Regions from separate parts of the Mus musculus genome. Here regions 2, 3, 4 and 5 are each linked to region 1. The links are chromatin contacts, called in public Micro-C and promoter capture Hi-C maps. All regions are on one chromosome and are shown on one strand. Each heading gives the region's core, a stretch centred on a gene start, on an enhancer-like site or on the middle of the called end of the contact. The rest is flanking DNA. Distances are from core to core; before and after follow the strand shown.

Region 1 (5,593 bases), core at 2,345-4,844:
CCACCTTCCTCTATAAATAAGCCTGTGTAGGAGAAACAGCGCTCTCCCCAAAAGTTCCAGCCCGATTGTATTTTTAAAGAGGGAACTAAATCAATAAAGACAAAGGCTGTCCTTGGAGGCTCCTTTGCCACAGGGATGGGAGACACCATCCATGGAGAACTGGGACTACGTTTATGTTGGTACCTCCACTATGAAGTTCCAGAAAGGTCCGAGACTGGGAGAAAGTACTTCCCTCTGCTCCAACAGCCAATAGAAGCCCAGCTATGACTGGCAGGCATCTGCTGGGAGCCAGCAGCTGCTTCTCAGAGCAAATCTGATTTTCCCTGCTCTGGGGAAAGGCAGGAGGTCCCGCTGACACGCTGTCTACCTGCAGGGGAAACTGAGGCCCAGGAAACGCTCTCTAGCCACAGGGCACCACATAGTCCTTGTAAAATCCTGGTCATGCCAATCACCAGGCTCCCCTGCCTCATACAAAGCCACCCCCACCACCTCCCAGGAATGAGGAACAGAAAGAGCTCGGGAAGCCTCGGCCCACACGGGCTTCCCCAGTAAGCTGATCCCCCCGCCTGTCCAGGCGTGCAGCTTATTTTAGGATCTCCCTGAGGCCCAGCTTCACACCCCTACTTCAGAGCCTAGCATCTGCTGAGGGTCAGACCCATCCCCATGTGGCCAGGGCTCTAATGAACCCACCCCACTGGACAGATACAAGAGTGCTGACAAGGCCAAATAACCTGGAAAACCAGCTCTCCCCACATGGCATCTCCCTAGCTTGGGGATCTGCAGAATCCTTGGGTTTCAGGAGTAGGAGAATCAAACTGTTGAGGCAGACAACAGCAAGAAGATGGGGGTGTGGCAGGCCTCCTGGAACCTGCCAGCAGCTCCAGGACAGGGACGTACTGGAGAGCGAAGATCTACCTTTCTCCCCTTCGTGCTCTTACCTGTAGGGACAGCCTGGCATTTCCTTCCTCAGCTGAGAGCTCTGCTCACCCCCCTGCCCTCTATTCCAGGCCTGATAACACCCGAGTCTCTCTTAGACCTACAAGGGCACCTTCCACTTTAGACCACACAGTCGGCTCAGACCAGGTGGCAACGTTAGCTCTACAGTCCTTGAAGGCTCAGTCTACCTACGAGAGCCATCCCATCCCCACCTTCTCTGAAGGTAGCAACACAAACAACCTTGTTAGAAGTCCCCAGGGACACAGCAGCCGGAGAACCAGGCTCAGCCTCCAACTCCTGTGTAGCCACATCCTGGCTGTCAGGAGACCAAGTCTAGGTCCACTCGCTCTTCTCCTATTTTGTACAGCTTGAGAACAACAAATTCAGGCACTAACACAGGGCTGGTCTTTGCCACCTCCCCAAGGTCCACAGTAGCACTGCCCGGTGGCTCATCACTATTCCCAGCCATACAATCTCATCACCAAAACCAAGTGGTCCAGTCACCTCCCAGTCTAGATCCCGCAGAGGGGACAAACTGACAGCTGGCACACAAGGTCACCCTGCTCCTGCACAGAGGGCCAGCCAACCCAGAAGATGCCCACCACGGGCAGTCACTACCATCAACTGCAAAGGACAAAGACAGCAGGCAGTGAAGCCCAAGCACAGCCCTGGACCACCCTCCTTTACAAGCAGAGAAAACTGACTCACCCAGTGTTTGGATTGGAGTGAAAAAAAACATGGGCTTTATTACTTTTTTTGGTACAGATTTCTCTTTTGTATTTAATATTTATACAGTTAAACACACAAGGTAGAGAAACATATACACACATTGCTCATTTTGCCTCTGTCCCGGACTCCGCTGAAGAGTGTTTATGGGCCCATGTCAACTCCCCTCGGCCCTCCACCCACCCAGCCCTGGTGACCAGTTCCGAGCAGTTGCTGGGGGTGGGGGTGGCCGCACTACCAGGCATCATTTCAGCCCCTCCTCTGAGACTATCAAGCCTATCAGGGAGAGCCCTAAAAGGCCACCTGTTCTGGGGCCAAAAGCCTCTTTTGCACCCCAGAAATGTTGCCAGTACTGACCCAACCCTGTTCTGGAAGCTTCAGTGAAAGTCTGTGGCCTTGGGGCCAAGAAAAAGAAGTCACAATCCCTTCCTTTTGACCTAGGCAACTGTGGTGAAGGGGCTCGGGGTCAAAGCTAGCTGCCTCCTGCACACACACACACACACACACACACACACACCCAGCTGTGCGTGACTTAAATCAGCCCCTGAACGGACTTCAGCCTGGAAAAGTGAGTTCTCAAACCAACGTCACTTCGAGGAGAACCAGGGAGCAGCCCTGCCCGGCACACAGCGCCAATGAGCAGGTGGAAACTTTCTCCCTTTCCGGCCCCCAGACTCCAGCGAGGGTCTTCACACAGGCTCAGGTGTTTCCTTTGGAAAGCTAAGAAGGCGGGGATTCCCATCTTTCCCCCCATCCCCCGCCCCAGTAGGACTCCTGGAGTTAACTACCTTTCATTTCCTTCCACCGGCGGCATCCTCGCCGCTTCTGCTCATACTCTCCCGTCCCGAGGTGCCTCTGAACCCAGATTCCACAGGCTAACCCTACCATCTCTGAGAAGAACGCCGCCCTAGCACCCCTACCCAGAGCCCCCGCCGGATCCCACAAGCCGGGTTCACAGGACGTACGCAGAGGAGTCCCACACCCCAGTCCCCAGCGCCCTGCCAACCCTGTAAGGATATGGGTTACAAACCAGTCGGAGGCACCAGCTGCGGGGCCGCGTGGTTTGCCCGAGGCAGAAGAAGACTGTGGCAGCCAGAGCGGGGTATGGGACGGGCTGTTCCTCGTCGGCGCCCAGGTCCGCACCACACTCGGTCCCTGGGCTCTCGGGAGCCAACACGCTCGACCCGGATCCTCGCTGCTCCTCGCGCCCCGGCACCCCAGGGCTCGCTGGGGAAGCCCTCACCGGCGCTGCAGGAGCCGAAGGCGAAGCGCCCAGGGGCACCCGGACCTCGTCCGCTGCCAGCGTGCCCTCGGTCATGGTGGCAGAGGGCAGCACCTGCGGAGAGAGGGGCAGGCGGTGACCCTGGCCCAGGAACGACGCCCCCGCCCCGCCTCAGGCGGAGCGGAGCTGCGGGAACAGCCGCGGCCGCCGGGATGTCTTTGTCTCTCCTTATTAGAGACAAGTGCGCCCCCCGCCCCCTCCCGCCAGCAAAGCCTGGCAGCCCCACCCCCAAGGCCGAGGCGAAGGGTTGCGGGAGCCCTAGGGGCTCCGAGCCCATAGAGCTCAAGTTCAAAGGGTCCCAGGCGCGCAGTAAGCGCGCGTACCCTCCGCATCTCACCTCGCTCCGGTGGCCAGCGGCGTCCCTGTGGGCATAGCCCGGGCGGCGCTGTCACTGGGGACCCAGTCCAGAGCCCGGAGCTGGGCCAGTATCGCCTCCTCGGCCCGCGCCCCCGGCCCACCCGGCACCAGCTCTCGCGGAAGCTCTAGCTCCGGCCCGCCCAGCAGCAGCAACGGTGTCCCGATGCGGAAAACCGCTAAATGCACGGCGGGGCGGGCGCGGACCGCAGGCACGGGCCGGGGGCGCGGCCGAGCCAGAGAGGGAGCGAGCGAGCCCTGGAGCCCGTCCGCGCACAGCGCAGGAAACTTCGGAGTGAGCAGTGGCGGGGAGGCGGGGCGGCGGGGGCGGCCCATGGGGCGGGGCCAACGCGGCCGGGGCGGGCAGGGGGCGACCCTCAGGGACCGAGATAGGGACGGAGAGTGGGCGGGGGTCATCAGCCCGGCCCGCCCCCACCCAGACGTAAGCTATCCCACAACATCCCTTGGTCCGTGTTTCTCCGTGCCGGTACGCCGCCAGCCCCAAGTCCAGGACTGGGCGAACCCGGTCCGCGCCCCCCTCCCCGACCTCTCCTCCCGCCCCATACTGTCTCGCGGGAGAGCACGGCAGCAGGGGGCGCTCGCAGGGATGCTTGGACGAGGGGCGGGGGAAGCGGCGCCAACGTCCTTCCCCACCCCCACTGCGGGGGCGCGGAGCCGGCGGGGACCCCCTCCTTTTCTCGCGCGCCGCCCCTTCTCTTCACTGCTAGGGTCGGCTAGGGGGCGGGGCTCAGCAGGCGTGGGAGGCACGCCGTGACCATGCCCGCGAGGCGCGTGCCCTTCCCCCACCGCGTGTGTCTTGGGTGTGCCGGGGCGCCAGTGTCTTTGGGGCGCGTGGGCGACGTGGGGCGCGTTGCGCGACGCGACACCAATTGTCCTGGGGCAGTCCGGGTACTCTGGTACGCAGCTCCCCCACACTCCTCCCAGTTTCCGCAAACTTGCCGGTGCCCATCCCCCTCCCCCTTCTCCTGGGGACTGGGGCTCTTGGAAGAACCTCGAGAAGGAGTACAAGCCGAGCGGGGCCTCCCAGCACCCGCCAAGGCACACAGAGGGTATATCCTGAGCATGTCGCTGAATCTCCTTTCATACTCCAGTGGTTGCATGACCCTTGTCCCATGAAGGCATGAGCAGAGGGGCTGTTCCCCCCCTCTCCCGCTGGAGGTATGCAGGGATTTTTTTACTTTCTCACAATTACCACACTAGGGCCATAAAATTCCAGCTCTTAGGTGTACATCCACTTAAATTTCAACCAACAAGGGGCTCTTTCACCTTCAGGCCCTGTTATTGGGGAAAACCATTCCTGTCCTAGACAAAGAGCAGCCTCCCTCTGCCCTGGGGTAGCTGGGCTCTTTGGAGGGCCAGAGCAACATAGCAACCTCAGACCTGGATGGAGCCCTGGCAGGGTGAGCTGCAGAGAAGTGGAGTTTCCCATATGTGGTTCTGGGATTCTAAGAGGATTTCACCACTGAGCCTGGGAAGGGCACAGCCTGGGGAAGGAGGTGGAGAACAAGAACCATGTCCTCTGCCTGTCGGTCCAGGCAGGGCAGGCCCCTGGGCCCAACAGCACCTTGTCTTGTATATGTGAACTTTTCAAGAAAAGAAAAACATTTACTCTATTTTAATGCTCCTACTTACCAGTGGGTGGCTGCGGCCCATAATTAAGGTCCTCAAAGAGCAATTAAGGACCTAGCCACCCAGGAGAGGGATCAGGAAGAGCCTTGAGCCTTGAACACAGCTGAGTGAAGCATAGACAAGCAGGCGAATTATGCCAACGCGGGGTCCTGGACCAGATGGCTGGCAAGCACTGCCACTTTCCTCCAACCCCTCGGAAAGGTTATGATGAAGTGCAAGGTGGTGTTTTGCTTGAAAGCTAGCTGGAGACCGATAAGGTGCCAGGCTCCGATTGGAGCTACAGGTCCGCTGGAGGGGACACTGGACATCTTCTTGTTCTTGGGGGCTTCACTCCAGTGGAGGGCAGGCCAGGAACAAGTGTGTGTAGTGGTGGGGTGGGGCGAGGAAGGAAACATAGTTGTTGGCCAAGGGCAGATGGCTCCTGGAGGACAAGGAAACAGGCAGGGTCCCAGAGCTCTCCAGCTTCAAGACCCCTATGCAAAGGCCTTCTGGAAATCAGGAGATGGCTGAGTGAGAGGACTCAGGAGAGCAGAACGCATCCTTGCAGAGGAAGATGGAAGGAGAGGGCCAGAGCTGGTTTACTATGGGCCCCATGGAGCCTGGAGGGAGCGTCATACACCCTAGACTTGAGGGCTATCTCTCACC
Region 2 (5,628 bases), core at 605-3,104, 680 kb before region 1:
GGCTGTTGTGTTCTGCTGAGCAGCCATTACCACTCCCTCTTCTGCCTGAATTTGGTTAACTTCTTATCTGGCCATCACCTCCAGAATGCCTTTTCTACCCTCTCCTCTCTAATCAGTATGTATTGAGTAGTCTCTGCATGCCAGCACCATGTTAGGAGTTTTGGAGAGCTTGGGAATGGGTGCCATCAGGGGGATCTCCAGATTTGTACCCCTTCCCGCCAAGAGAGCCAGAGGGAAGATGGAGAAAGAGAGTCAGCTTCCAAACTCTCAGCTGCTCCGGGCCAGTGTCTCCTGGAGAGTCTTCTGCCCTGTGGAAAGGCATCCTGCAGAGGAAATCACCAGCAGGAGGTAGGAACTTAGCCAGCACTGAGGAGATGGGGGGATTACCAGGGACTAAGTCTCAAGTGGTGACAACTCAGACTGTGAAGGTGTAATCGGGCAGTATGGGACCTCCCTGGGAGTGCTCAGAGGAGAACCAGCTTGTCTTCAACAAATCCCATTTACAGCTAGATCCGAAGAAGAACTTCCTAGGTCCCTACATGTACTAACATGCTTCCCAGACAGTGCTGGACTAAAAACCCGCCCACAGGGCTGCTGGCACCAGCTTGCCCTGACAAGCAAATGTAGCTCTGGTGTCTGGGACTAGTTTTGGGTGGTGCATGTCCCCCTTGTACCTAGCTGCCCTCAGGGTGGGAACTAAATGTCTGTGGGTCATTGGAGTTTTCTGTCCCTCAGAGGCAGCCTGCAGTGTGAGACTTGTTCAGATGCCATGAGACCCACGGACTGCTGATTAATAAACAGAGCCGAGGGCAGAGGCTGAGTAAGGGTACTGGGGCAGGGACTAGACTGGGCAGCCAGGAAAGTCGGACAGAGGCAGAAAGAAGAGGCGCCGTTACCTTTTCCCTGGTCAGGGCAACTTATTCGGCATCCTGGATGGAGTCTTTCCTCCTCTGCATTCCTAGTAAGCAGCTTTGTAGACTCGGTGAGCCAGGAACAGGACATGGAGGCGCGGGGGTGGGGTGGGGGTGGGTGGGTGGGGTGGGGGTGGGTGGGTGGGTGAGAAGTTTCTGCAGTGTCTGGTAGGTTTCACACATGTGAGGGCCCCGGGAATCTCACTATGCTCAGAGGAAGCTCCACAGACAGAACCCAGATGCCTCCCCTGCCTCCTAGTACAGGCCTTTTCACTCCTGGGGGGCGAGGGGGCGTGTCACCGCTTTGCAATTTCCCGAAGGGATCACTGACATCTTGGGGAGGCCAGCTCTATTTGATACAAGGACTTTAAAATGGTGGCCCGACTATCGGACAAGCTCTCTCCACAGGGCAGGGCTCCCACCCTAATGAATGGCTAGGTGGACTGTTGGCAAGTAATGCAACAAGCATTCCTGTCACAGGCTCAAAGATGCATGGGGACCCTTTCCGCGCCGGATGTATGCCTGGCTCCATCCTTCCTGCACAGGCGATTCCTGGACACGGTGTCCTCCGGTGATGAGGCCCTGGCTCCGGGAAACAGGGGCTGAGGCCGCACACCTGTCGCCCTGGTCCAAAGGGGCAGAGATAGACTTTTAAAGGACAGAACGGGGATTCCCACTCGCCCAGTCTTGTGTCCCTCCGCGCCACGCATTCCCGTAGTGTAAGAGCGAAGACTTTGGAGCCAAGCGAACCGGAGACCAGCTCAGGAGGAGTGTTGGGGTAGCTGGGATAGCTCCTGGTCGCTCTGGAAGTTAGCTGGAGTCGCTAGTCCCAGGCGAGGGCTGGGGAGGGGCGTCTCGGCCCCGCCCCGCCCCGCCCCGCCCCGCCCCGCCCCGCCCCGCCCCTCTCCGGCTCCAGGGTTGCGAGGCTGCGGAGCTCAACCCAGAAGCCGGGCGCCCTGGGGTTGAGCGGGCGACGCACTATAGCCGGGATGCGCACCTGTCTGCGGTTCCCGCTCCCGAGCCTGAGCGCGAAGCGACCCCATGGCAGGTAGCGGTGGCCTGGGCGGCGGGGCCGGTGACCTCCAGGGTGCGGGGACGGGCCAGGGGACTGCACTGCGTGCTCTCCGTGCTCCGCTGGCGCTCGTAGTTCTGTTGCTAAGCGCCTACTGCCTCTTCGCCCTCCCCGGCCGCTGTCCACCTGCCGCCCGCGCCCCTGCTCCGGTTCCTGCACCCGCCGAGCCGCCCCACACCTCCCTCCGTCTGAGAGCACCCGGCCTGCCGGTGGCCAGCGGCCCGGGGCGCCGGCGCTTTCCTCAGGCGCTCATTGTGGGTGTGAAGAAAGGCGGCACGCGCGCATTGCTGGAGTTCCTGCGGTTGCACCCCGACGTCCGTGCACTTGGCTCTGAACCCCACTTCTTCGACAGGTGCTATGATCGCGGCCTCGCCTGGTACCGGTGAGCGTCCCTGCTGGTCCGCGCCTCGTCGGTGTGTGCCTTGGACTGTGCTTTCTTAGAACCCAGGATGAGTAGGGTAGAATCCTGGGCACTGGGTCTAAAACAAGCCTGTTAGGGAAATAGCCTTGATTTCCTGGGCACAGCGACCCTCGAAGGAGAGGCCATCTATAGCCAAGGGTCGCAGGAATTAGAAAATCTCAGAGAAAACTCTGTTCTCCTGTTGGGTGGCCAAGGGACTCAGCGAGGCATGATCCTATCTTGAAAGTAGTTTCAAGCGAGTGAGATAACTGGGCAGGTAGACTTTCCTTTTTAGAGGGTCAGGGAATTGAACCTGAAGCCTCAAATGTACTAAACGAGTATTCTACCACTAAGCTACTAATATATATCCATATATTATTATGGTTTATATCAATATAATCCCGGTGGAGCTACTTGGCAGCCTTAGAGATACTTGGAGCTCAGTCACTTTATCATCCCTTCGTGTCTGTCCATTCCCTGCTATAACTCTGGGTAAGTACTGGTAATTATCTGACCACTAGTCAAGTATATTTTGGAAGGGCCTCCAGGTTTCCAGAAGTGTTCTAGAAAGTGCCTTTCCACCCCTAAGAATCTCTCCCTCACCCTGCATCAGGGAGCCCTCTATAGCTGCTGGAGTCTGAAGAAAGTTAGGTCTGGGCTTTGAGGAGGGAGACTCTGCTCTTTGGTTTAGCCCAAGGGTGGGGACTGGAATACACCCTTCTGTAGCTGTCCTTTCTACATACAGGAGGACTTGGGATGCAGCAGTGGAATGTGGGGAGCACTACCCCAGGTACAGCAGTATGTCCTGGTGGATGGTCAGATTCTGGTTCCTCCCTTCTGGTGTGACTACCCACAGGCTCCGCCCACCGCCTCCTGCAGGCATCGAGGGCCCCCTGCTCCTTCATGTAGGGAAATGGGGCTATATTGGCTTGCCTCTTCTGCAAGCCCGAGCTGAGCCATGATAACCTGGAGAGTCAGTGCGGGTGGCACACTGACTGTTTCCCGGGTTCTTCTGTACTCCCGTTTGCTAACTCTGCCTTTTGCACTAAGACCGGTCTTAACGGGTTTGGGAGAGAACAAGCTCGAGACCTCTAAGGGTCAGTACTACCCGAGGAGAGGTTCTCGGGAACACTGATGTTCTCAGCATGGGAGGAGGGAGCGTTCAGGACACAGCACAGCTTCAGGATCCATGTGGAAGTGTGCAGAGGATGCTGGGGAAGGGAGGGACCCGAGGCCCCACCCTACTCAGGGTTATCCTCTGTGGTTTGCTGCTCTGGATTTGCTCAGAAGTGTGGAGTAAGCTAAGTGGCCTGTCTGGGATTCGGGACTGTATAGCCTAGTGTCTTCTTCACTTGGCTATAGCTCTCTGGTGGCAGCTTCTCAGGTAATGTCCCTTCAACCCATCACATGCATGCACTGAGCCTCTGAAAGTTACCACCTGATACCATGGTGGTATCTCCAGTCACAGGACCTGGGCTGAGGGAGGGAGGTGGGAGAGGAGCAGCCACTGGGGAGGTACTGCTCATCTTGGGCTGTGATCTGCCTCATTCAGGCAGTGACCCGTGTATCTGCTGGACTCAGCAGAGGGGCCCTGGGTTGCTTTTTGCACAACTATTATCTTCTCTGCTTCTCCATTACATTATTTCTTTGGCTTTGTTGCTGCTACTTTTGGGACAGGGTCTCTTGTAGCACATGTTAGCCTCAGATTCTCAGTGTGGCCATGGATGGTTAAACTTCTCATCCCCTTAGCTACACCTCATCAGTGCAGGGGATTACAGATATCTTCATTATAGGTACCACTATGTCTGTCTGTCTGTCTGTCTGTCTGTCTCTCTTTGTGTGTGTGTGTGTGTGTGGAGAGAGAGAGAGAGAGAGAGAGAGAGAGAGAGAGAGAGAGAGAGAGAGAGAGAGAGAATGAATATGCTGACAAGAACATGTAGGTCAGAGGCTAACTCTTAGGAATCTCCTCTCTTCCCCCTGTGAGATCTGGAGATTGAATGCAGTCAACAGATTTGCACAGCAAAGGCTTTTACTTGCTGAGTCATGCCACCCACCCAAAGGGATTTGGTTTTTGAGGCAGGGTCCCAGTTCTGCATTTGTGGCTCGCCTGGAACTTGCAGTGTAGATCATGCCAGCCTCAAACTCAAAAAGAGATGGAGGCCTGTGCCACCATACCCAGTTCTTGGCTGTTCTTATGCAGGTCTAGGAGTTGAACTCAGGCCCTGTGCATACTGGGCAAATCCTATGCCAACTGAATTACATCCTCAGCTTCTTGGGCTTTTTAAGGGTCTTCCATCTTGGGGGCCACGGCCCTGACCACACTCAAAATCCTGCAACATTTACTAGTCCAGTTAGCTTACTCACTGAGTGGTCATCTTAAGGTTTGGGACGTCTGTCAGGTCATATTTTCTGGAAAAGCAAGAGGAGGTAAGAAGGGGCACAGGTAGGAGAAGCCCTGTGGTTCCCGGGGTTTAATGGGTCAGTCCATATGAGGGGATGTCACGGTATGCAGGAGGAGGGGCTGGGAATAGTCTTTGCTTCTGTGGCTGGAGACTTGGTTCCCTAACACTCTCAGACACTGGGATAGGATCTGTAACCAGTTTTCCCTGGGCTCTTTGGATCTGGCCCAAATGAGGTGTGGGATATAGAGGTTGTGGTGGTGCGCTGGAGGGGCTGGGCAAACGGGGTGTGGTCTCAGGCTGTCTGGGAGCCGTGGAGAAATGCAGACCAGATGGGGTGAGCACAATGGTAGGTACAGTTCATGGAGCTACTTGACAGAGCTCCGCTCTGCTTGTTCACACCCTCCAGACACATAGGTCTTCTCTCTCCAAGCTCACCAGGCAAGGCTTCTGAGGCTCAGGGAGGGTAAGTTTGCAGGAGGGCTTGGGACTGATTTGCAGACCTTGAGTTGTACTCTGTTGAACTTTTCCTGGCAGTGGCTGGGTGATGTTCCAACATGTGTCCTGACTGTACAAGTATTGGGACAGGAGCTCTGGGAACACAAGCTCTGTGGAATCCCCTCTTTCAGGTGGGTCAGGGGAGGCCTGAGGCCTATCATTTCCCCTGGGTACTTCCTATTCCTTCACAGTCTTAAGATGCCTGCTTATTTACTACAGTGTTCTACAGTCATTTTGCTGAAGGTCTCTCTCTCTCTCTCTCTCTCTCTCTCTCTCTCTCTCTCTCTCCCTCTCTCTCTCTCTCTCTCTCTCTCCTCTCCTCTCCATCATATTTGCCTCAGTCCTCAG
Region 3 (5,257 bases), core at 1,548-4,047, 560 kb before region 1:
AAAAACCACAAAACCAAGAGACAGAGAGAGAGAACTCCCCCAAAGATACCCAAGCATTCTATGCTATTGCCAATACCCTTTGCTACCATCCAGAGCTTGACAGTAAGGCCCCGTCACTGAAGACACCACATACTGGGTTCAGTCTGGAGAAGTCAAGCCGGTTACTCACTGGGTTCTTCACCCCTCTACCTAGACGTCAGCATGTATGGTAACGCCTGTAAAACCAGCAGCTGCACAGAAGACAGTGGAAAGCCCCAGCTCTGAGGATCCAGGTAGGAGCAGCAGTGACTGGGGCTAGGAGAGCCTGGCGCACCTGACCCTGGTGCTGAGGCAGGGAAAGAATGAAACCTGAGCTCTCCCTGAGTGTGGCAGATGATACAATGTGAACTGTGGAAAGCGACATAAAAGATTATAAAAGTACCTAAAGGGAACATGTTTAGGTCCAAATGTAAACAGGACTCAAAACTCTAGTTTGATCAATCAAAGGACATTTCAAAGCTGTGAAGGGTTAGCCGGGGGTGGTGGATGGCTATGAGCCCAGTGTACTGAGGACTGGAGCAAGAGGATCATCCTGAATTTGAGCCCAGTCTGGACTACACAGTGAGGTCTTGTCACAGAAATGTAAAATCAGCCTCAGCAAGGTGACACAGGCTGGGATCCTAGCACTTGGGAAGTAGAGGCAGGAAAAGCAAGAGTTTAAGGCCATCCTTTACAATATTTCAAGTTCGAGGCTAGTTTGGTCTACTGGAGACCTTGTCAAAAAAAAAAAAAAAGGGGAAAGAAAGAAAAGAAAAGAAAAAGAAAGAGCCAAGTAGTGGTGCATGCTTTTAATCCCAGCACTTGGGGGGCAGAGGCAGGAGGATCTGTGTGATTTCGAAGCTAGCCTGGTCTACAAAGTGAGTTCCAAGATAGCCAGGGATGTTACACAGAGAAACCCTATCTTGAAGAACCAATAAATATCCACAATCTGTGTCTGGTAGCTGGACAGCTTCAGCGTGTTTGGCCTCACCAGAAATCCAGAAAACAATGAACAATGGACAGGCAGGCATCTACCAGTCAGCGAGGTACAGGGATAGAAGTGTTAGGGAGGACATACACTTCCCTGTGGACACTCAAGTGCTGCCTCCACAGAAACACTCACAGGCCCTTCAGACCTCGAAAGTCACCATTCACAGCTTCACTGGGTGTGGTCCCGGAGGGAGGCGCTGAGTGTCCAGCCAGGACAATTGTACCATGATGGCTGCATTTCACTTGGATGATGCCTGAAGAAACATAGGCTCTGTCTGTTGGCATATTCCAGGCTAGACACAGGGCCCAGGGAAGGCACCAGGAGGTAACCCTGGATAGAATAGCAGAGTTGTCGGGGGTTACGGCTCTTCAGTGGCTGGGCCTTGTGTTCCTGTGTGGTGTGGTGTGGTGTGGTGGCAGCACTTCGCTTGGGTGAAGCAAGCCTGGCAAGGCTTCCACACCACATGAAGCAGGGCTTGGAGACAGGAAGAGATCCTAGTCCAGCAGGGCCCACAGGGACTCAGGCACTGCTGGCCCCTGCTCTCAGCAGAGGCTGGCTACTGGCCCCGCAGCTCTGCTGAGACCGCACTTTTGCTGTGTAAACTGCTCTGTGGCTCTGGGCGGAGACTCCCTCCCTGCCGATCTATAATTTCTCAGAAAAGAGGCTGAGGAATAACATGGAAAATGCCCTAGACATGGGGAGGCATGGTGGGAGCCACAGCCCCTGACCCTCCCAGACCTGCCTACTTCCTCTGCTTGCTTAGAGATGGCTCCCAATGTCCCCCAAGCCCCTGAGAAGCTGTTCTTTCTGAAACCCAGCACTGCCTTGCCTGGCCCCTCCCGTGTGCATTCCCCCCATCCCGGGCAGGGCAAAGGGACAGAGCTCAGGCAGGACTGGCTGGAGTGTCCGTCAGGTCACAGGTTTCAGGCCCTGGAGGAGGAAGCTGAGATGTGGCTCCGGCAGGGTGAGTGGAGCCAGGGCCAGGTTGAGGGCCCCACACATGGCCCTCCTGCCTCCCCCTGGGGCAGCATGTTTACCTGGGGTCTTTGTACACAAGGAAGTAGTAGGTTGTTAGGCCCTCCATACTGTGGAGGCCAGCAGAAACTGGCTCTGCCCCTGAGGCTGCGGTGCCCCACTGTCTTCCTGCCAACCCTTTTCTAGGAGGACTGTGCTGGGGAGAGCAAACACGAGGTAGCTGGTGGCTCTGCCAGGTGTTCCTAGAAGAGGCCCTGGGGGAGGGGCGGTAGCCAGCCGTCAGCTGACCTAGAGGTCACAGGAAGACTGAGACTGGGCCTTAGACAAACCCCTGGACTGGGAGGCACAAATGGTGGGCCCACTTAGGCCTAAGAAACCCCAGGTCAGAGAGCATTCGAGAAGTATAGGCAAGGCCTTAGGAAACAGGGCAAACTGTTTAAGCCTGACAGAGCCATCTGCTCCGTATAGAGGTGAGTGGGGGGAATTCCCAGGAACCCCCGAGCTCCCTCACCTTAGCTGAACCTACTGGGAGACAGGGCCCCCCCTACACCTACCTTGAGCACCAATCCTGAAGGTCTACTCCACCAAGCCTCTACCTCCAACACCAGCAGAGGTGGCTTTCAATTGCTCCCCCGCCCCCCAATCCCCGAGACTTTGGGGCGGACAAAGTGCCCCTCCCCTGCACCACCCGCATCCAGAGGAGCTTCTGTTGAGACTTGTTGCCCAGCCCTAGAGGGTTAAAGGAGCCAGAGTGTGGGGCAGGGCCAGCTGAGGGCTGCCAGCTACAGGCAGTGGGGAAATCCACTGGGCAGCAGCCTGTGCTGTAGACGGCCCTTGCTCACTGCCTGCCTGCGGCCAGCTCTGTACAAGGAACAATGGCTCTGAGAACAGGTGAGGAATCCGTCTCCCCTGCCACTTGCTCTGAGGGTAGCTGGTCCTCAGCCAGAGCCCTCTGGGAGAAGCCGCAGTAGGCTTAACTCAGGGTGGGCTGGTGGGAATTCTGGGTTGGGTCTTGGATACAATTCCTGGCACCGGAGGGTCTCGGTTACTTTCCCCCTTGGTGGCGGCACTGTGGGAAAGGGCCAGATGAAGGCAGGGTAGGCAGAAGAAACAAGTACCTCACCCCTGGGCGCAAGGTGCAGAAATGGGGCTCATTGCTCCCCATATTCTGGTCTCATAGCTTGCTGAGATGGTATGCTGCACACAGCCCGAGATCCTTCTGGCTACCGTTTCTCTTAAGGGCCTGGCCCTGGGTGAACGGGAAAATGTCTTCTTCCTCGTCTGCCATTGGTGTGCTCCCACAATGCCTAGGGCTTCCCCCACTTCCAAACCACCGTTACACAGTCACACCAGATACAAACTGCGCAGGTGCGGGACAGTGTCGTTCTTCCCAACTTGATCTGGGGTTCTCAGCATACACCCGAGGCAGATTAAGTTGGGGTGCTAGCTGGGTTCATGTGATTTGACGCTTGGTTGAATGGACAGTTGGGGTTTTCTAGACCCCCACTCTTCTACCAGTAAGGGTTATAGCCTTCATATAATGGGGAGCAAATAAGGCACGCTTCACCCATATGAGGGCCCAACAGGCAGGGAATGCCCAGCTTGCTGCCTAGCCATTGAGGACCACAAATGAATATGCTACCTGGGTCTATATCCCCAAGTATTCTGCAAGAGTCAGCTCTTGGACTGCACTTCGATTCTGTTTCTCAGCCTGGCTGTTGTACACCCTAGAGGACACAGCCTGCCTAGTGGCCAGGGCCCAGGTTGCCTGGAGAGCAGGGTGATGTGGGAGACCCAGGCCCTCTGTGCCCTTGCAGTGCGACGGGGATCACCACTTGCTGGTTCCAGGGTCTGGGAAATTGAAGTGGCTTCAAAAGATAGGACGTGGCTGTCACCAGTGTTTGCTTAGTATCAAAGTGGGATGGTGGATGCCATCTCTTACAATGGCTGAGGGTTAGGGAAGCCCAGGGTTTGGTTCATATCCTGGGGGCATCTCCTTGCCAACCCTTCTCCCCACAGGAAGCCCAGCCCTGGTGGTGCTTCTGGCTTTCTGGGTGGCACTGGGCCCCTGTTACCTGCAGGGGACAGATCCTGGAGCATCAGCAGATGCCGAGGGCCCCCAGTGCCCTGTCACCTGTACCTGCAGCTATGATGACTACACAGATGAGCTCAGCGTCTTTTGCAGTTCAAGGAACCTCACTCAGCTGCCCGATAGCATCCCAGTCAGCACCAGGGCTCTGTGGCTTGACGGAAACAACCTGTCCTCCATCCCCTCAGCGGCCTTCCAGAACCTGTCCAGCCTAGACTTCCTCAACCTGCAGGGCAGCTGGCTGAGGAGCCTGGAGCCACAGGCACTGCTGGGCCTGCAGAATCTCTACCATCTGCACCTGGAACGGAACCTGCTCCGGAGCCTAGCTGCAGGCTTGTTCAGACACACACCAAGTCTGGCTTCACTCAGTTTGGGCAACAACCTCCTGGGCCGGCTGGAAGAAGGGCTGTTCCGGGGCCTCAGTCACCTTTGGGACCTCAACCTGGGTTGGAACAGCCTAGTGGTCCTGCCTGACACGGTGTTCCAGGGCCTGGGCAACCTCCATGAGCTGGTGCTTGCTGGCAACAAACTGACTTACCTGCAGCCTGCGCTCTTGTGTGGCTTGGGCGAGCTGCGGGAGCTGGACCTGAGCAGGAACGCTCTCCGCAGCGTCAAAGCTAATGTCTTTATACATCTGCCCCGGCTGCAGAAGCTCTACCTGGACCGCAACCTCATCACAGCTGTGGCCCCCCGTGCCTTCCTGGGCATGAAGGCACTGCGTTGGCTGGACCTGTCACACAACCGTGTGGCTGGCCTCCTGGAGGACACCTTCCCTGGCCTGCTGGGTCTGCATGTCCTGCGCCTGGCACACAACGCCATCACTAGCTTGCGGCCGCGTACTTTCAAAGATCTACACTTCCTGGAGGAACTGCAGCTCGGCCACAATCGTATCAGGCAGTTAGGTGAGAAGACGTTTGAGGGCCTGGGGCAGCTGGAGGTACTGACGCTCAATGACAATCAGATCCATGAGGTCAAGGTGGGCGCCTTCTTTGGCCTCTTCAACGTGGCTGTTATGAATCTCTCCGGCAACTGTCTGAGGAGCCTCCCCGAGCATGTGTTCCAAGGGCTGGGCAGGCTGCACAGCTTGCACCTGGAGCACAGCTGCCTGGGCCGCATCCGCCTGCACACTTTCGCCGGCCTCTCAGGGCTGCGCAGGCTCTTCCTCCGGGACAACAGCATCTCCA
Region 4 (5,337 bases), core at 1,214-3,713, 940 kb before region 1:
AATGTCCCTTGTCTGCACATCCCTCTTCCTGGGTGGACCACACAGTGGGATGCCACACCCAGCCCGAGGATTGACTCAGGGGGGCCTGTTTATGGGATATACATGACCTAAAGCTGGACAGAAAACAGAAGTATAGTCTGGCGGTGGTGGCTCACGCCTTTAATCCCAGCACTGGGGAGGCAGAGGCAGGCGAATTTCTGAGTTCAAGGCCAGCCTGGTCTACAAAGTGAGTTCCAGGACAGCCAGGGCTACACAGAGAAAACCTGTCTCAAAAAAACAAACAAACAAACAAAAAGAAATATAACAACTTCAGGCAAGGGCCAGGTCATTAGCCCAAAGCAGTCCAAGAATATTAAATTTAAGCTTGCCCTTTCAGGTCTTGGTGAATGTGTATTTGTTAAGGTGGGAGGCTGGACATGTTTGATTTAACAGTCATCAATACAATTCCAACTCTGGGATCAGCATTTGGTGAGTGGGCCTCTCTCTGCATTTTTGCCCCAGGTCCCACAAAGATGATTTCTCTTACAAGCTCCAAGCACAGCAATAGCAGCCATGATAATAGCAGTTCTCTTTTTATACATTTACTTATTTCTGTAGTGCTTCCTGCGTGCTTGGCACGGTACCATGTGAAGATGGATCGAATACAGTTGGAACCCCTGCAGCAAGGGCCAAGAATATCACAATATCTGCAGCAGCTGTGCATTGGACACTTGCTATATCCTGGATTAACTGCGTGAACAACTTCACAGTGAACCCTGGCATAGATGAAGGGGACACATTATTTACCCACCTTTGACAGGGAGGGTAGATAAGAGATTCAGAAAGAGCCAGGGCGGTGGTGGCGCACGCCTTTAATCGCGCACTTGGGAGGCAGAGGCAGGCGGATTTCTGAGTTCGAGGCCAGCCTGGTCTACAGAGTGAGTTCCAGGACAGCCAGGGCTATGCAGAAAAACCCTGTCTCAAAAAAACAAAAGCCAAAAGCCAAAAAAAAAAAAAAAAAAAAAAAGAAAGAAAGAAAGAGAGATTCAGAAAGACAGAAAGAGCAGCAGTTCAGGGTGATACAACTAGTGTAAGGAAGACCGGAAGACCAGAGACAGGAACCAATGTAGCTTCTAAGTCCAGACCTATAACCTGGAGACCTGGGGGCCTGTAGCACCTACACAGGAATGCAAAGCATTTTCTAGTCCTTGGCTGTTGTTTTCCAATCTGTAAAATGGAGACGGTAAGCTCAGCTTTATCCCAAATGGCCAGCACAACACCGGACCCTGGGACTAACTAGGAATCAGTCACTCTAATGGTCCAATGGAAGGATTTTTACATTTAGAGACCTCTTCTGAGAGCCTACCACATATCAGAAGACCTAGGCTCATTCCTCGAGCCTCATGACTTTATCATGATCAGAATTCCATGATAATACATTGGTTGTGCATATGTGAACCCTCACCGAATTCTCTCCACTGTAATGTTGGGTTGGGTGATGCTCTCTGCTCCTGCTTGTAATAAGGAAGCCGAGGGAGCAGAACCTCACTCAAGACAAGGATCTCAGCTGCTGTGTGTTCATAATGCTGCAGGCAACAGAGGAGGCCTGGCGCAGCCCAAGCCTTCAGGCAGGCAGGAGAAAGGTGAGGTGTTGGTCAAGCAGAGATGCAGACTGGGAACCCGTGCTAGGAGATTGCTTAGGTTGGGCTAGACTAGAATGGTTCTGGACGAGGCTGGGCCTTCATTGGTGCTGAGGACAGGAGGTTAAGATACTTCTTGGTGGATATAGACAGTTATATCCAAGTAGATGATGAGAGTGTCAAAGCCAAGCTCCCTTCCAGGCTGTCCTCGAAGGAGAACAGTCATCCTGCATTGTTGTGGAGGGAAGCCAGAGGCTGCCTGGGAAGAAGGTGTAGTTGGGGGGAGGAGGGGTACGGGTTCCCTGACACCGAATTCATTATTGGGAGATTCCTCTTCGCAATCTCTCAACACCTCCCACAGGAATCACGGGCCAGAAATGTCTGACAGCCTCTGGAGGGCCGGCACCGGTGGCACTTGTGCCCGGCTTCCCGCCCGCCCACTGCCTCCGAGTCCCTCCCCCTCAGGTCCCGCAGCCTCGAGAAACCTCTCCTAGGTTTAGGCTTGCGTCGCCGCCGTGCCGGTGCTCGGTGGCCAGCCCCCCTGCGCACCGTCCTCTGTCCCTGGCTGTCGTCTTCGGTTCCCCGCTGTCCGCAGAGGCCTAGCCTGACCCGCGCACCCAAACGTGGGGAGGGGGCGTCGGGCGCGGGGGCGGAGCCTCGGAGCCAGGCGCGCGGCCGGCGCGGGCTGACGGAGGTCAGCGGCCGCGGGAGCGGACCCAGGCGTCCGGGAGGCGGCTCAGACGCGGCGCGCCACCGGGTGCCGGCCGCCGCCGCCGGCTCCCGCCCCTGGGCCGCCCCCCGCCCGTGACGCGCTATCCGTCCCTCCGCGTCGGAGCCCCAGCCCCAGTTCGAGCCCGAAACCCCAGCCCGAGCCCGAGTCCGAGCCCGAGCCCGAACCCACGGAGGGCGCTGGGCGGCGGGCGGCGCAGGGAGCGCGGGCTGGAAAGGATGCGATCGCAGACGCGGAGCCGCTGCTGCGTCTGAGCCGCCGAGAGCACCAAGCGCCGCGTCGCTGCGGGCCCGGCGGCGCCATGGGGAAGGAGCAGGAGCTGGTGCAGGCAGTGAAGGCGGAGGACGTGGGGACCGCGCAGAGGCTGCTGCAGAGGCCGCGGCCGGGGAAGGCCAGTGAGTGCGGGGGGCGCGCGGGGCGCGGGCGGGGCCCACCCCGCCGGGGTGCAGGGCGAGGAAGGGATGCTGTGGGTCTCCCGGGGTGGGGCGGGGCCAGGAGCGCTCAGACCCTTGGTCCGCGCCCCCCTTCTCGCCCTAGCTCTGGAGGAGGGGCGGCAACGAGCGCAGAACTGTCCGCCCAGCCCCCTGCGGGCACCTGCGGCACCCACCGTCCCTGAGGCCGCTGGCGATCACATCCTCCCTCGGATCTCCTCCCTTTCCAGGCTGCAGGCTGATGATTTCTACTTGTGCTTTTAAGGGCGAGGCGGATTCCCCCCACCCCCCAAGAGACATTGTAGAGAGAGGGAGGGGCCCTTGCAGTGAGGGGCGACCAGAGGCTAGCAATCTCTGTCAGACCCCTTCCCCACCCTATGTTTAATAACACGCTTTGCAGGGAAAGGGGTGGGGTGGGGGACCACGCTGGGGGTGTGGCTGCCCAGGCATGGCCAGTGGGGGCCATTTACTGATGAGGGAGTGAAACACAGGCGCCCAAGGTCGCCCAGCCCTGGGGCAGGCTGGGCTTCAGACAGGGACAGCCTGGGGGATAAGGACTGTAGGCTCTTGCAGGCTTCTGCAGACCTTGGTCGTCCCTGGCTTTTTCTGCTGGAAAAGGGGGCCAAGGATCTGTAATGGATCTCCCACACCATTCCTAGCTTGTGCCCTGGGGGTCCAGGGAAGGCCTCGGAGCTTGGAGCTTTGATTCTGGCTCTCAACCCTGCTCATCCTAGAGCCTCCCTAGGGGCCTCTGGAGATGGATTGATGGGCGTGTGGACTAGCCAAGTGCGCAGCTGTGTATGTATGACCGTGTCAGTGTGTCAGGGCACCTGTGCAGGCACTGCAGGTCAACACATGGGACCTGGGTGCTTTCACTTCCAACCCACCATCGTAAGCTGCGGGGAGGGGGCCCCATTTCTCCAGGGGGCTGCTGAGACACGGGACCGTCTGGAGTGGCTCCTGTCCACTTTGCTTTTGGAGGAAGGACACTGGTGCCTCCAGGGCACACAGGCAGCCTGGGAAGCTCCACTTACTAGAGCTGGCTTTAGGGCCTCAAGGCTGAGAGTGGAAGAGCTTCATAGGGAGAGGCAGGTTGAAGAGAGGAAGGCACAGCTTTCCACCTAGTGGCCTGTGTCCTTGGTCATCCTGACTCTCTAGGCCTTAATGGCCTTATCTGTAGGATGGAACATCTGTGGTCCCTGCCACCCCACAGCATCCTGAGAGCACTAAGAAGGGACTGATGAAGAGGAGACACTTACTTCCAGTTCAGGAAATGCTAATGGAGCTGGCTTTTTTCTGCTGGCAGCCAGTGGGAACCACAAATATGGGGATCCTCTTCCCTTCCATTTGGCCATCATGGATAGGAGAGAGGGTTGTCATCTCTGCCTGGGTCCCTACCTCTGCCTTGGAGTGATGTGGACTCAGCAGAGGCACCTGTCGGTCTTGCCCCTTCTGTCTGTAGTCTCTGAGTCAGAGGGGCGGTGTAATAAATCAGACAGAGAAATCCCTCCATGAATTAGCTCAGTTGTCATGGCAACGCTGGCCTGCTTTGGAGTAAGAAGTATTTTGATTTAGCAAAGTACAGCTGGAGTTTGGGCCATGGGGTGAGGGGTGTCCATAAGTATCCTGAGAGTGTGGTTTCCCCCTCACATACACACACCAGCCAGGCGTAATGATACACTTAGGCTTAATCCTAGCAGTTGTGAGGCAGAGACAGGCAGATCTCTGTGAGTTCAAGGCCAGCTAGGTCTAATGCATAGTGAGCTATAGAGACCCTGTCTCAAAAACAAAACAGAAAAGAGGATGTGGTCTCCAGTCCAGCCTAGAGATTTTCCCACAGTTGTTCTTGAGCCCTTTTGGGTGCCCAGCTCTTCCCTCCCTACCCTGTGGCTCCAAGGGAGCCTGCGCATGCATGCTCACTTAGCGGTTGTCCTGGAGGGGAAAAGAGACAACTTTGGAAGGAAGATGTTGGTAGGGGGCTGCTCTTCTGCTGCTGGTGAGGGGTCCTTGTCTAGTTTTGTGGCCTAGCCTTCCTCTCTGAGGCAGGCTGATGACACCCTGTAGAAATTCCCAGAAGAATCATGTGCGCGCGCGCACACACACACACACACACACACACACACACACACACACACTCACTCCTTGGCCCATTAAGAATTCCCTTCCAGCAGGCTGTGTGGCACACACCTTTAATCCTAGCACTTTGGAGGCAGAGTCAGGAGAATTTCTGTGAGTTCTAGGCTACCCTGGTCTACATATTGAGTTCCAGGCTAGCCAGAACAACATAGTGAGATCTGTGTATTTGTTTGTTTTTAAATTCCCTTCTAACTTAGAGTTTAGATCTGACCTCAAACTGGTCTCTGGAGAGCAGCTTGAGGTCGGGGGTGGGGGGGGGTCACAAGAAACAGGGGTGAGGGTTGTAGGCTATTTGTGTAGGTTTGTGGTGCTGGGGATGAAATCCAGGGCTTCACGAATGTTAAGTAAGCTCTCTGCCATGAAGCTGCATACCATGCCTGTGTCCTGTATTGATGCAAACACCTACTAAAAAGTGAAAGGA
Region 5 (6,033 bases), core at 2,687-5,186, 520 kb after region 1:
TAACACCAAGCCCTGGCACTCTCTGCTCTTCGTTGCTAGGGGTCCCTGCATCAGAACCCATGAAGCCACAGTCCGCCCTGCCCCAAGGCCTCTGACCTTTGTTCTTTAGCCTCTGACCTTTGTTCTTTAGCCTCTGATCTTTGTTCTTTAGTTGTTTTTTTTTTTAGATGTTTATTTATTGTTATACATAAGTACACTGTAGCTGTCTTCAGACACCAGAAGAGGGCATCAGATCTCATTACGGGTAGTTGTGAGCCACCATGTGGTTGCTGGGATTTGAACTCAGGACCTTTGGAAGAGCAATCAGTGCTCTTATCCACTGAGCCATCTCACCAGCCCGACCTTTGTTCTTTAGACCTTTCATTCTTTTGAGAGGGGATATGGTGGCACTAGTCTGTGATTCCATAATTTGGGAAGCTGAGGCAGGGGGGTTGCTGTGAGATCCAGGCCATCCAGAGCTACACAGTGAGATTCTGTAAAAAGAAAAGGAATCAGGAGGCAGAGGCAGGCAGATTTCTGAATTTGAGGCCAGCCTGGTCTACAAAGTGAGTTCTAGGACAGTCAGGGCTATACAGAGAAACCCTGTCTCGACCCCCCCCCCCAAAAAAAAAGAAAGAAAGAAAAGGGGGGGAGAAAATAGAGGCAGCTAGGCATTCTGATCCAGGTAGACATAGATAAGCTTGCAAGGTAAGGATGGTCTTGGGAGGACCTAGAGGTCATTGCTAAGAAAGTATAGTTTAGGGCTGGAGAGATGGCTCAGAGGTTAAAAGCACTGATTGCTCTTCCAGAGGTCCTGAGTTCAAATCCCAGCAACCACATGGTGGCTCACAACCGCCCGTAATGAAATCTGATGCCCTCTTCTGGTGTGTCTGAAGTCAGCTATGGTGTACTTAAGATATAATAAATAAATATTTTTTTAAAAAAGTATAGTTTATCTGAAATTAAGTTTTGTTTTGTTTTTTGAGACAGGGTTTCTCTGTATAGCCCTGGCTGTCCTGGAACTCACTTTGTAGACCAGGCTGGCCTCAAACTCAGAAATCCACCTGCCTCTGCCTTCTGAGTGCTGGGATTAAAGGTGTGTGTCACTACGCCCAGCTCCAAAATTAAGTTTAACTGGATGTATTTTATTTACCAAGTGACCCTGTACAAATCCCCACTGCTGGGGCCCAGTTGGCCCTGCAGGCCAGTTTCTGGGATAACTGGTCTCCATTTAGTCTCTACTCTTTGCACCAGGCAGTACCCGCTGAGCATTTGGTAAGAGAATGAGAGCAGCCATGTGTAGCAAGAGCCACCAGTCTGATGGCCCTCTAGAAACACTTCCTTGGTTGAGCCACCTGCCCCTACCAGAAACTGAAGCAAATCACCGAGATTAGAAACCAACAGAAACTTTGAGATCTGACTAACACTACATGTGCACAAATGTGTGTGAAAGTGCATGTGTGTAACCCGAGCCGGCTAGTGAAGTGCCAAGTTCACACTGGAGGTCTCTTAGGGGGTTCAGCCACACATGAGGCAAATCCAGGCTGGGGGGAGTGGATGTCACAGCATGGCCCCATGGCACAGCCACCTGCTCAACCCAGCTCCATCTGGGTGGCTTCAGGCAGGTCAGTGACTGAGCCTGCAGTGACCGTGCTCAGCCAAGACCCTCTTCTCCTCACGTCCTGCACACTGGCTCAGAAACTTCTCCCTTCACTCCATCTGGGCCACCACCTGGGCTGTCCACTCTCCCAGCACTCAAGCTTGTGTATGGTGGGTGTGCACATAGGCTTTGGGTGTGTGCATACAAGCGTGCAAGATTCCCAAGGAATCCTTGTTCTACACCTAAAGGAACAGCTCCTGCATGGTTGAGCTAACCAGGCACAGGGTGTGCCACAAAGGACACGCACATCCACACCACTTCCCACTCAGGATGGATGTGCCTCTTCACGACAGTATACCTACATTACAGACTATGCCCGAAAACACATGAAGACATGACTGGTAACTCACACTTGGTCACAAACTCATCATGGATGCAGACATACATGTGCCGCATGATTTGAACAGCAGGGACGGGAGCGGAAGGCAGTTGCTGAACTCAGCTCTCTTGCATGCTGGCCATTACACTTTGCCCATGATAGATATTCACCTTTAGTCCCACCTAAGATCAGGTGGGCACCCCTTAGGTAGACAGCTAGATGGGTGGAAAGCAGTGCATGCCAGAAGGCTGGGAATCACACAGAGTTCACATGGCCAGCCTGGGCTCTAGAGATGACTGAGCAAACATACATTGAGGGAGACTCAAAGGTTGGGTGGTGGATGCTGGCTCAGGAAAGGGTCAGGGGCCCCCTGGAGGGTTGCAGATCTAGCCTGGACTTGGCATGTATACAAGCAGTCTCTTCTGCCTGCATCCCGCCCCCCCCCCCCGCCACCTCACCCCCGCCCCCCTTCTGCAAGATGTGATGACAGATAGGCATGTGTGCTCAGGCAACAGAGGCGTCTGTGCAGGGGCCATCGATCACCCAGCCCTGGGAGCCACACAGCTGTGCGGATTGGTGCTACCGCTTAAACTAACCTCCCAGCCCGGACTAGGTGGTCCTTCTGGGGCCTTGGATCCAGGGGTTGGGGCTCCTCCTGTGCCTCCCTCCAGACCAGGCACCCGAGGTGCTGACCTCTCCAAGACCCAGAGGATGCTGGGCACTGGTCCAACACAGGGCACATCCCTACACTAGCCCCCACATACACAAAGGCACACTCATCCTGCCCGGCCCCAGCCCCAACCCCAACTAATGACCTGGCATGGGTTCCCTGGCTGCGTGCCTGGTCTGGAAAACTAATAGCTGGAAGGGCCAGCCCACCTATCCGTTGACCCTCTTGAGACTCAGTGTCCTACAGGGATGAGCGCGGGAGCTGAAGAGGATAGCTGGGACCCCAACACCTTTCTTTTGCCTCCCCGCTGCGGGCGCCGCCCTGACGAGCCCTCACGGTGCTGGGATCACAAGCAGCCCTTTCTATGCATCCGTCCAGAGCCGGAGCCCCAACTTCGCGGGAAGTGCCGCCCGCTCACCTTACCGCGTCCGCCGAACCGAGCCTGCGGCGTCTGCTAAATGTGCGCCAGGCAAAGGGTCAAACTTCCTACTTGCGAACACCGCGGGGTAACCGAGGTCCAGAGCTAGAAGCGGCGGCAACTCCACGGCGCCGCCGCCTCCTCCCGCGTTCCCCGACGCCGACTCGCAGGCGCCCACCAAAGTTGGCAGAGAAGCGCGTGCGCCACGGCGCGAGCTTCCAAACGCAGCGACCTCCGACCGGGCTGGGCGCGGGAGGCGGGACACTCTCAGCCGCAGACGACTCCCACCTCTTAGCACACTGCCCTGCGCACTCACCGGACGCGCTGGGACTGCTCCTGGAGGGAGCGAGGCCGGACCCGCCACAGTGCCGCAAGAGATTGGAGTGGCGCGCAGGTGCGGGGCCGAGTGAGGGGCGCCTGGCACCGTCCCCGCCCCCGACGCCTGCAGGCTGCCGCGGGGGTGCGTAGAGGCAGCCAAGTCTCCCGGGTCCCCGCAGCGGCAAGAGGGGGCGTCAGCACGCATCAGTCAGGGCTCTGGCCCCTGACAGCCGCCTGCCCACCCAAATCAGGGCCTTGGGGCTGAACCCTAGGACAGGGAGCCTCCAGAGCGGACTAGGAGAGGCCAAAGCCCGGAGCTCAGGCGGTGGAGTCTATATCTCCTTGCCAGCTTCCACTGGGCAAGCCAGGGAGCCTATGTAGTTCTTTTACTCCAAACAGGAGGCGTCTCCCACACCCCTTGCTCTACCCGCTGATGGTCACTATGCACTGACACCCCTACCCCTGGATACATCCTGCCATTCCCAGCCCCCACTCTTCACGTCCTAAGAGGTTCCTCCCTGCTTTAGGAGATCCAGTGCCAGTGCCCACTATCGGAAGGGCCTCATCCCCACTGGTGGCTTCTCCTGGAAGGGCTATGGGGTGACAAAGGACCCAGGAGGGTTTGGAATGCCGAGCACACAGTGAATGCTGGAACTCCCTTCCCTGTAATGTCTTCATGGCCAGAACTGCTCCTGGGTTGTCAAAACTTAAAATCTGGGCTCACACTTCTAGCCAGATCCCAGGGAAATTTGCGTAATTGTAATTGGTGAGTTCCAGGGGTGCATGTGGGCATGGCTCCCTCCCTCCCTCCCTCCTGCTCTCTCTGTCTCTGTGTGTCTGTCTGTCTCTGTCCGTCTCTCTGGAGTCAGCCTGTGACTGGGGAGGATAACTTAGCCCAGAGGTGTGCTGCATGGTTTTTCAAGCATAGAAGGGTGATTGTTGCCCCAGGCTTGCCCTGTGGAGGCTGAGGTCCAAAGACTCTTGGGACCCTAAGGCTCGTCCAGGCTCACTACTGGTTCCTAGGATTTCCCCAGTTGAGATTTGTGGAAGAAGTGAAATCTCTCTAGGGATTCTGGGTTGGTACACAGGGCAGTCATAGGGTTCAGGGCAACAAGCATCAGTACTTCTGGTCCCATGTCTGTGTGGCAGACATAATGGCCAGGGCTCAGCTGTTGGCCAACGCTCAAAGGTTACTGCCGGTTAAGGAGCAGGGCCTCTCCAGTCTAGTTTCCTTCTGTCTCCATGCCACCTTCCTCAAAGGCAGCCCACTCCCAACTGAGGGACATCCAGAGCTGGAAGTGGTGTTACGTATGAATTGTACAGCATGCTCCTTTCTGCCTGCCTGGCTCAGCTAATCAGCTGACCATGCAGGTGGCCTGGGGCCGGGAGACAGCTTGAATGGCCACTGTGCCAGTAGTCCTAGGGCCAGAAGACCAGCTCCTCATGGGCACTAACTAGAAATGAGTGCAGAGTCAGGTCACTGTGAGACAAGGAGAGTAGGGACACTAGGCATGGCCCTTTTTCTTTTCTCAAGGACACCTCTGTACTCTAGCGATCCTCTTTTTGGGAATTAGGGAATAGGCTGTCTGCCAATAGGGGCAGGCTGGAGGATGTGACCACTGTCCAGAGGAGGCCTGGCTCTGGCATCCAGGGAGTAAAGCCCGGTGTAGCTCAGGTGACTGAGCCTGTGGCCTGTGGAAGAAACCAAGAGGTCTGCCATGTGGCATCTCACTTATGAGGTTGACAGCCCTAGGGATGATCACTGCCTAGGCCAGCTCTATGGAGGCCCGGAGAAGTGAGACAGATAGATATCCAGAATGGGAAAAGTGGGAGGGAAGTGGAGGGCCCACATGCCCCGCAGTACCACCTTTTATAGGCCTTTTTAGAAATTTGAGTGAGAGGAGAGGAAGAGACCTAATCAAACAAAGCCAAAACCAAAAACCCAAAACAACCTCAAGGTATTTTTCTATTCTTTTTTTTAAAGAATAATTTATTAATTTTATGCATATGAGTACACACTGTAGCTGTCTGTAGCTGTCTTTAGACACATCAGGAGAGGACATTAGATGCCATCACAGATGGTTGTGAGTCACCATGTGGTTGCTAGGAATTGAACTCAGGACCTCTGGAAGAGCAGTCAGTGCTCTTAACCACTGAGCCATCTCTCCAGGCAGATATCTTTCCCCTGGAGATATATTTGTGCTTCCTAGACTCCTGAGCTCTGGGCTTGCTCATGTAGGTCTGGAGAGCTTGACAGTGTGTGTCTGACAGTCGTCCACCTCCTGCCTAAGGGGCTTGCAGGCACATACAGCCTTTCGTGATTGCCCTTTCCTCTCCTTCCTCACACGAGGACTCTTCTTGGGCCTTCTATCCAACCCTTTGGGAGTTGGGGACCATAAGCTCTAGGAGATGGCCATACCTCCTGATGGGTGGCTGAGGCCCCATAGCTTTGTGTTTGTGTTTCTGCTTGTCAGTCTGTTATCTTTTTTTTTTTTTTTTTGGTTTTTCGAGACAGGGTTTCTCTGTGTAGCCCTGGCTGTCCTGGAACTTACTTTGTAGACCAGGCTGACCTCGAACTCAGAAATCCGCCTGCCTCTGCCTCCCGAGTGCTGGGATTAAAGGCGTGTGCCACCCGGCCTCTGCTTGTCAGTCTGAACCTGAGACCCTGC

Evidence for each region. Promoter capture Hi-C pulls out the DNA fragments that hold promoters and counts their contacts. A called contact is a pair of places that touch in the nucleus more often than the background predicts.
Region 2: a Micro-C map of embryonic stem cells shows a contact between it and region 1, with 2.0 times the contacts expected there. The contact joins the promoter of Hs3st6 here to the promoter of Cacna1h in region 1.
Region 3: a contact with region 1 is called in a Micro-C map of embryonic stem cells, with 2.6 times the contacts expected there. The contact joins the promoter of Igfals here to the promoter of Cacna1h in region 1. A contact is called at or near these places in 3 of 39 promoter capture datasets (hippocampal neurons, liver and pre-B cells) and 1 of 484 Hi-C or Micro-C datasets (embryonic stem cells).
Region 4: a promoter capture Hi-C map of neural stem cells shows a contact between it and region 1. The contact joins the promoter of Caskin1 here to the promoter of Cacna1h in region 1. A contact is called at or near these places in 2 of 39 promoter capture datasets (liver and neural stem cells).
Region 5: a contact with region 1 is called in a promoter capture Hi-C map of embryonic stem cells, with 2.3 times the contacts expected there. The contact joins the promoter of A930017K11Rik here to the promoter of Cacna1h in region 1. A contact is called at or near these places in 2 of 39 promoter capture datasets (embryonic stem cells and liver).

The regions. Positions count from the first base shown.
Region 1 is chr17:25,430,189-25,435,781 of GRCm38.p6, forward strand. It overlaps Cacna1h (calcium channel, voltage-dependent, T type, alpha 1H subunit), which reads right to left and starts at 3,595. Exons shown (of 35, transcript NM_021415.4): 1 at 3,282-3,595; 2 at 2,682-2,998. The coding sequence starts at 2,980.
Region 2 is chr17:24,751,134-24,756,761 of GRCm38.p6, forward strand. Hs3st6 (heparan sulfate (glucosamine) 3-O-sulfotransferase 6) reads left to right here and starts at 1,855. Exons shown (of 2, transcript NM_001012402.2): 1 at 1,855-2,365. The coding sequence starts at 1,953.
Region 3 is chr17:24,875,950-24,881,206 of GRCm38.p6, forward strand. It overlaps Igfals (insulin-like growth factor binding protein, acid labile subunit), which reads left to right and starts at 2,798. Exons shown (of 2, transcript NM_008340.4): 1 at 2,798-2,875; 2 at 4,004-5,257. The coding sequence starts at 2,860. It overlaps Gm41549 (a long non-coding RNA gene), which reads right to left and starts at 2,120. Exons shown (of 3, transcript XR_876682.3): 1 at 2,047-2,120.
Region 4 is chr17:24,486,320-24,491,656 of GRCm38.p6, forward strand. It overlaps Caskin1 (CASK interacting protein 1), which reads left to right and starts at 2,464. Exons shown (of 20, transcript NM_027937.2): 1 at 2,464-2,744. The coding sequence starts at 2,651.
Region 5 is chr17:25,948,629-25,954,661 of GRCm38.p6, forward strand. A930017K11Rik (RIKEN cDNA A930017K11 gene) reads right to left here and starts at 3,937. Exons shown (of 3, transcript NM_001358019.1): 1 at 3,363-3,937. It overlaps D630044L22Rik (RIKEN cDNA gene D630044L22 gene), which reads left to right and starts at 2,844. Exons shown (of 7, transcript NR_152187.1): 1 at 2,844-4,130.